2 separate regions of the Rattus norvegicus genome follow, and region 2 is linked to region 1. A link is a contact called in public Hi-C data. All regions are on one chromosome and are shown on one strand. The core of a region is the stretch at or near the end of the contact, and the rest is flanking DNA. Distances in the headings are between cores, read along the strand shown. Region 1 holds the start of Larp1b (La ribonucleoprotein 1B). Region 2 has its middle 33 kb from the start of Larp1bl.

Region 1 (3,888 bases), core at 1,105-3,604:
CAAACAAGAAGTTGGCATTGGCATTGGGCAATTCTGATGTAAGTATAGCTCTCATCGCCTAGCGTAGGGCCGGGTAACCTGGAGATTTCTGTGTAGAAAACCAGCAAAGACTCACTGTGTACAGCTGACGTTATACATGAGGTCGTGAGAACACTATTGAACATGGTCAGCGGTGGTCTGAGGTGGAGAAAACCTTCTCACCAGTAGGAATAGTTCTCAATGATGACCTTGAACAATGCAACTTCATCAAACCTGAAGCATGTTTGGCCAATATCACCTCAGATCAAATTTCAGTGCTAAAAAAGAAAGAGCTTGCTAGGCTTACCAAATTGTACTGTGTTAATACCCATCGCTGGGGAGAAATATTGGGAACATGGTTAAGCTGTAATCAAGTGCTATTTCCACAAATTAAGACTGGTTAACAAACTGGGAGTGATGCTCACCTCCTCTAATCCGAAGGGAGGTGGAGTCAGGGTCAGGGTTAAATCTCAAACCCTGCAGCAATTGGCTGAGGTGCTTATTTAACATATCAAAGGGGACCTGGCAGCTGTGTTCTTCCTGCAACCCTCAGTCCGTACCAGTAGGGCCCTCCTGGCTGCCCTAACCCTCCACCTCCTACACTGAACTTCCCAGCCCAGGCAACTGGGTTGCTCTTCCCTATATAATGCAACCAATTTGGTTGCAGGTCCCTTTTGTACGTTTGGCCTTCGGGCTTCTGCAGTTTGTCCCTTTTTCTCCCCTCTTCCACCCGCTCCCCTACTCCCTGCATGCCCCAGCTCAGTCTCAATCTGGTCCTGTCAACTCTAGACTCCACCGTATCTGGGAGCAGTTATGCCCTTCCCTCTGTATTCCTTTTTTCACTCAGTCAATTATTCAAAGCTAAGGGGCTGGAGAGATGGCTTTAAGATTAAGAGCGCTTGCCACTTGGTCTCCCCAGTACGGTGCTGGGCAGCTCACAACAGCCTGTATCTCCAGCTAAGGGTGATCCAATTCCTCCGGTAATCTGGGGCACCTGCACAATTGTACACACAAATGCACACACGTACTCACATTCCTGTAATTAAAAATAGAATAATTCATGCTGGGTGAGGCAGTGCACTTCTTTAATCACAGCATTTGGGAGGCAGAGGCAGGCAGATCTAAAAAAAGACATCTAGACGGAGAGACTGAATGTACAAAGCCTACTGGGTGTGGTCCTTAAGCTTTAATACCAGCCCTAGGAACTCTAAAAGAATTCTTTAAAAAAAGTTCAAGACTGCCTGGTGCCTAGTACTCACGCCTGTAGTCATCCCAACATTTAAAAGGCTGAGGCAGGTGCATTCCTTTGAGTTCAGAACCAGACTGGTCTAAGTCGATGGCTTCCAGGGCAGCCTGGACTATAGTAGTACGCTGTCTCAAAAGCAAGGGGAAAAGAAAGCTCACGGCCAACCTCGAGATCGAGGTCAACTTGTGCTACCGAACATCTAGTTTGAAAACATCAAAAGTCATTGAAAAAGTGAAAAATGAAAAAGGTGGCGAAATGTTAAGTGTTTGCTTTACTCAAGAGAACTCAAGCATTTCGTTGTCTGTGGGTTAGAATCAGGACGGACAAGTAAGTGCACTTGTCACTTAATGTCACTTAATGTCGCGGCTGAGTCTTCACCTGAACTTGGCTGCGGATCAGGAGTGCCTACGGAGTCCACAGCGTTAGCGGAAAACTTTTCCCGGGTCCTAAGGACCCACCCTCCTGAAGAACCTGAAGCGCAATATGGGCTTTCTAATCCTCCCGGTTCCGGAGGAGAGTCCTCCTTGTCCCTGGGTCACAGATGTCGGGTGCTCCCCAAGAGTGCAGGTTCAACCTCGCTGGCCGCTAGGGCGGGGCCCTCATCAAACCACGCCCGCCGCACTCGCGAAGACTCCTCAGGCCGCGGTCGCCCGCAGCGTTTAGGGATGCCAGTGAGTAGGCATGTCACTCTCCAGGGTGCCCGCCCCCTACCCTGCCTCGTCCTCTACCCGCCCCGCCCCTCACCCTGACTGGCCCTCGCCCTGGTCCTTGGGCACCTCGCCTACCGAACGCTGATTCTCTTGGCTGTCTTGCCTTTATCACGCCCCGCCCATTGGCCCGCCTCGCCCTCTGCGCGCCCCGCCTCTTGGACGCCTCCGCCTCCGCACGCCCAGCCCATCGGCCCGCCTCGGCCTATAAACGCCCCGCCTATTTGACCACCCCGCCCATTGGCCCTCCTCGCCCTCCGCACGCCCCGCCCAGTTGCCTTCCTCGCCCTCTGCACGCCCCGCCCCCGACTGCCTCGCCCTCTGCACGCCCCGCCCTCTGGGGCAGTTACCGGCTAAGGCCGCGCGCGCCTCCGCGGCTCGCCAGAGATCCTTCAGACTGGCTGGAGCGCCGCGTCGTCGCCCGCGCCCGCTGAGGGCTCGCGGCTCGGGCGCGCCCGGCGCGTGTGGCGAGCTCCAGCCGTGCGCTGCGACGAGGCCGGGCGGCGGGCGGTTAGCGCTCCGCTCGGCGGGCGGGGAGGACGGGCACGCCGGGCGCTGCACGCCTCGGCGGGCAGGTTCCGCGTCCCAGGACCGAAGCGGGTCGGTGCCCCCGTGTGGAGAGAGGGGCGGCCGGGCTCCCTGGACCCGGACGGCCCCAGGCTGGGCAGGAGGCTGGGGCCAGGGGCCGGCCATGTCCGCTCGCGCCCCGGTGCCCGCCGCTGCCCCCCGGGAGGACCCGCCCGCCGTGGCCGGAGACCGGGACGCGCTGTTGGCAGCGGCGAGCCGGCGGGCGGAGCAGCCGGCGCCCGGCGAGCGGGAGGGCAAAGAGGCGAGGGAGGAGCGGGCCGCGGCCGCCACCAGCGCGGGGGCGCGGGGAGAGCCGTCGCCGGCGCTCGTGCTGGGACACAGCGTGCCGCAAGCGGCCGTGCCCGTGAGGCCGCTGGCGCTGCACCTGGCGCACAAGGCGCGTGCGCCCGGGGGTCCCTTCGGCGGGGAGGCCCCGCCGCCGCCGCCGCCACCACCACCGCCGCCGCCACCGCCGCCGCCGCCAGCACCTCGGGACCCACCGGAGGACGTCCGTGAGGACCCAGCGGCAGCCGGCCTCGAGGACAAGCCGCCGCCGCTGCCAAAGGGGAACCCGTGGACCAAGAAGCTGCCTCAGCACCTGTCCCCGGTGGGCACCGGCGTGCCGCCGCCCGCTCAGGACTCCCCGGAGGCCGGTGAGTGCGATCCGCGGGAGGTGTTTGGTTCCTAGGTGTCATTCACTGTGCCGATTTACATAAATGGACATGTGGGAGAGGGAGCGACAGGAAGAGGTGGGACCTCAGGTTCTCCTTGACGGGTAGGGGCACGGCGTGGGTGACTGGGCAGCGCGGCCGTGTTGGGCTCGTGCCTTCACGTGTCGGCGTCCTGGACGCGGTGAATACTGTGGAAAAGTTTCCGCGAACTTGCCACAGAGTGGAAGCGAGTCGGGACGAGCCTGCGTGTGAGTAAGTGGAAGCGCGATCGGGCTCGCTCCTGAGGTAAAGTTGGTGAAACGAAAGTCTCAAAAAGCTGCCAGGTAGATGTGGCTCTGAAGGCAGCTGGTATTAGGTGTTTTTCGGTTGTGTTTCAGAATGCCTGAGATAGGACAGTTGACTGGGAGTCTGGATTGCACAGCTGGTCCCACGGTAGCCTGCCTGCGCGTTAGAAATTGGGCTGTGCCATTGCGCTCGAATGCTGACCAATGCAATACAGCCCTTGGGGCTTTATTTGGGTTGCAACAACTGCAGTTCAGAAAATAAAATTAATACTGGCTTGTATTTGGTGGCGCATGCCTATTGATGTAGAGGATTAGGCGTTCGAAGCCGGACTGAGCTTATTTATTTAGTAAAGTCTTTCAAAAAGAAAAAAAAATGTTAGAATGGAAATGCTGAG
Region 2 (3,895 bases), core at 721-3,220, 39 kb after region 1:
CACACCCAATGAATGTGTGCCTTGGTTATAATATATAATTCATAAATTTTCTGTTTGTCATATACATAGACTTTGAACGGTTTTAAAAATTGAAATTGTGGCCTTCAAGAGAAACTTGAGTTAATTTACGAAAAGTAAATTATCTTTCTTTTTTAAAGATTTATCTTTTTAAAAATTAATTATTTTTATTTCATATAGTGGTTTTCTTACATGTATATCTGTGTGAGGGTGTGAGTTACAGACAGTTGTGAGCTGCCATGTGGGTGCTGGGCATTGAACAGGTCCTCTGAAATAGCAGCCAGTACTCTTAGTCACTGAGCCAGCTCTACAGATCCAAGATTTTTATCCTTTATTTTTAACATAACTTAAGAATGCTTTGACTTGGTTTTTTCATTTATTACTATTTTTCCTTTCCCTAAGTGACTAGTTTAAATTTGAATATTTCTATTTTTGTAATGTTTTAAGATTTTCCAAACGTTGACATAATGTGATTATTCATAAGGCTCTTAAGGCACATTACAGGCTTCAGCATGTTAGAGTGAATTGTAAATGGGCCAGAGGAAACTACTTTACATTTTTGATTATTGGGCCAGAGGAAACTACTTTACATTTTTGATTGTTGACCGATACACAACTTACTATAAAATGATGTTACTTTAGCTGAATAACTATTTAATACAAGTAAAAGTTGGGAAGCAAGTAAAATTGTGGGCTTATGTGGATGTGAGTAATTTGTCCTGTGATGGGTGCAGGGGTTCTATAGGGTGCTTATTTTTATAGAATGGGGAAAGTGGGCAAAGGATGGGTCAGATCTACCATTTTTTAGAATAAGTGCTGCTTGGATTCTCAGAAGGTAAGCTCTCTAAGGAAAGGTAATCAAAAATACATGGCTGAACTGTGGGAAGAATTTTAAAGGATTATAAACCAGGTTCTGTCCTGGAGACTAGAGGTACAGAGAGGAAGCTGGGATTTCAAAGACTGCATTTGTCCAGGTCAACAAACACTTTTTTTTTTGTAAGTGGGAGGGTGTTCTGTGTCTGGAGGATGCCAGAAGTACAGCTGATGACCCACAGGCCTCTGAGGGCCTCCATGCTCTAAAGTATAGCTAAGTCCAAGGGTAATAGTTCTGATTTAACAAACCTTTCTTTTCTTCTTTTTTTTTTTTTATTAACTTGAGTATTTCTTATATACATTTCGAGTGTTATTCCCTTTCCCGGTTTCCGGGCAAACATCCCCTTCCCCTTCCTTATGGATGTTCCCCTCCCAACCCTCCCCCCATTGCCGCCCTCCCCCCCACAGTCTAGTTCACTGGGGGTTCAGTCTTAGCAGGACCCAGGGCTTCCCCTTCCACTGGTGCTCTTACTAGGATATTCATTGCTACCTATGAGGTCAGAGTCCAGGGTCAGTCCATGTATAGTCTTTAGGTAGTGGCTTAGTCCCTGTAAGCTCTGGTTGCTTGGCATTTAACAAACCTTTCTTAATAAGCAGGGCAAAACCCTTAATCCCAGCCAAACAGGCAGTTCTCTTGTGTGTTCAAGGACAGCCAAGGCTACAGGAAACCTTGTTTTGAAAAAAACAAAAGGAAGGAAAAAAGAAAATAGATCTTTTTATTTCTTTATTCTAGTATTAAAGATACAAGTCAGGGCTTCAAGTATACTAGGCAAGTGCTCTACCAGTGAACTACATTCCACCCCTGACACAGTTAGACACAGTATATTTAAATGCTGTCAGAAAAGCACCACACTCCAAAGTGTGTATTCCAAAGGCTAAGCTCCCTTGGGGAAAAAAAAAATCAGGTCATTTCTGATCTCTTACAGCCTTCCTGGGTAGTTGTGAGGGACTGTATTATTTGTGGATATTGGTTTGTGGTTCTTACCGGTATTAGTAAATTGTAGACTGTTTTGTGGCTGTGAATACAGCCTTCTGACCCTTAGGCCATTTTCATGAATGTCAGGTACAGCCCACACTCTTGACTGAACGAAAGTTTCCACAGATCTGGACTTCTGTCCTACACCTTGGCAGAAAACAGACATGCTGACTCTGGATCTCAGCCATTGCAAAAACAAGAAGTATTTTATTTTTCTCTTAGAGATACAATCAGTTTCCCTTTTTTACGGATGAGATTATATTTTATCCTTCTACCCCTGCTCTGACTACATGAGGACACAAGTTTCATGTTTTTAAATAAAGGAAGGGAAAGGTGCTTTGCGGTTGGTTTCCAATGCTTCCCTTTGATTGCTGCCCACTGTCCATTCTTGGTTTTGTGCTTTCCATTTGAAAGCTTTCTAGGATTGTGGTGAGAGTAGAGTCTTCTGTCTTCTTTGCTAGAACACTGGCTGGTGCTGGTTCTTGGGTATCATCACTATAATAATCACATGTACTTTGTGCTATCTAGAAACTCAAAGTTTCTGACCTAATTTTATTCATTGTTAAGTGAACTTTATATATACATTATGGAGCATAAGCATATGGTTAGGTTATTTTCAAATAATAATCTTTTAAAAATATTTATATGAGGGGAGGTGCATGGGTATGGAGATCAGAAAATAATCTGAGGAAGGAAGTCAATTCGCTACTGTATGGGTCCTGAGGATTGAACTCAAATCATCAGACTTGGAGACAAGTGACTTTAGCTGCCGAGCCTTCCTTTTAGCTCAACACAAAATTTATCATTCCTTACAAATTGAAAGGTTTTAGTCCAAGAGTTTAATTTAACATTATTAATACTTTGGTGTTGGATCGTTTAGCCCCTCCCCTATATACACTATATATATATATATATATATATATATATATATATATTTAAAAATATACATATATATATTTAAAAATATATTCAGTATTATTATTTCTTTGTTTATTATGTGTATGGGTTCATTGCCTGCCTGCCTTTATGTGTGTGCATGCCACATGTTTGCAGTGTCTGTAGAGGCCAGAAAAGGTTATTGTAACCCTGGAACTGGTTGGTTTGAGCTAAGTGGGTGCTGGGTGTCAAACTTAGGTTCCCTGGAAGAGGACCTAGGCTAGGGAGATGGCTCAGTGGCTTGCCTCATGATCATTAGAACTTAAATTTGGATCTTCAGCACCATGTAAAGAGTTAGACATGGTGTTGTGTACCTGTAACCCTTGTTTTGGAGAGATGGAAATTGGAGGATCAGTATAATCAGAACCTAACCTCCAGGTTTAATGAGACTGGAAAAAATCAAGAGCAGGGGCTGGAGCAGTGGCTCGACAGTAAAGCACCGGGTACACTTCCAGAGACCCTGAATTCACCCACACAGTGGCTCACAATCAGTTCCATGGGATACGATGCCCTCTTCAGACCTCTATAGGCACTGCCCATATGTAGTGCAAACATATAAAGGCAGGAAAAACACCCATACACATAAAAAAATAAAGAGGAGCAACTGAAGAATCTTTGAATTCAAGAACTAGTAATAATGAAGTAGAGAACAATTGCTGACCAAGACATGCACAAATACACAAACATATTATACAACATTTTGCATTTTTTTTTTCTTTTTCTTTTTTTCGGAGCTGGGGACTGAACCCAGGGCCTTGCTTTTGCTAGGCAAGCGCTCTACCACTGAGCTAAATCCCCAACCCCAACATTTTGCATTTTATAAAGTATTCACACACAGTTTTCCTAGGGCAATGCCTGGCACACATTGTCAACTAACTGATTATAAATCTACATGGCTAAGAATTCTGAAAGAAAGGGATTACTTTTTTCTAGGCATATGGAGCTCAAAAGTAAAGTGGGATCAGAGAGTGGCATGTGACAGCAAAGCAGAAGTGTTGGTGTGCTCCGTGCTCCGATTTAGGCTAGGCTAGATGTTAGACACTGCCAGAAGGATCTTTAGAGCCAGAGCTTGGGCATGTAGAATCAACTATA

Evidence for each region. A called contact is a pair of places that touch in the nucleus more often than the background predicts.
Region 2: a contact with region 1 is called in a Hi-C map of liver, with 4 times the contacts expected there. The contact joins the enhancer-like site here to the promoter of Larp1b in region 1. A contact is called at or near these places in 4 of 12 Hi-C or Micro-C datasets (hepatocytes, kidney and liver).

What each region holds. Positions count from the first base shown.
Region 1 is chr2:125,861,643-125,865,530 of GRCr8, forward strand. Larp1b (La ribonucleoprotein 1B) reads left to right here and starts at 2,355. Exons shown (of 10, transcript NM_001415051.1): 1 at 2,355-3,191. The coding sequence starts at 2,663.
Region 2 is chr2:125,901,176-125,905,070 of GRCr8, forward strand. It overlaps a transcript of Larp1bl not described here. Among named protein-coding and RNA genes, the nearest start is that of Larp1bl, 33 kb to the right of the region's middle. Within about 2 kb of position 1,971, at least 1 of the 93 cell types and tissues checked has an H3K27ac peak or open chromatin away from gene starts, as enhancers often do. A contact at or near this core is called in liver, where this site is marked.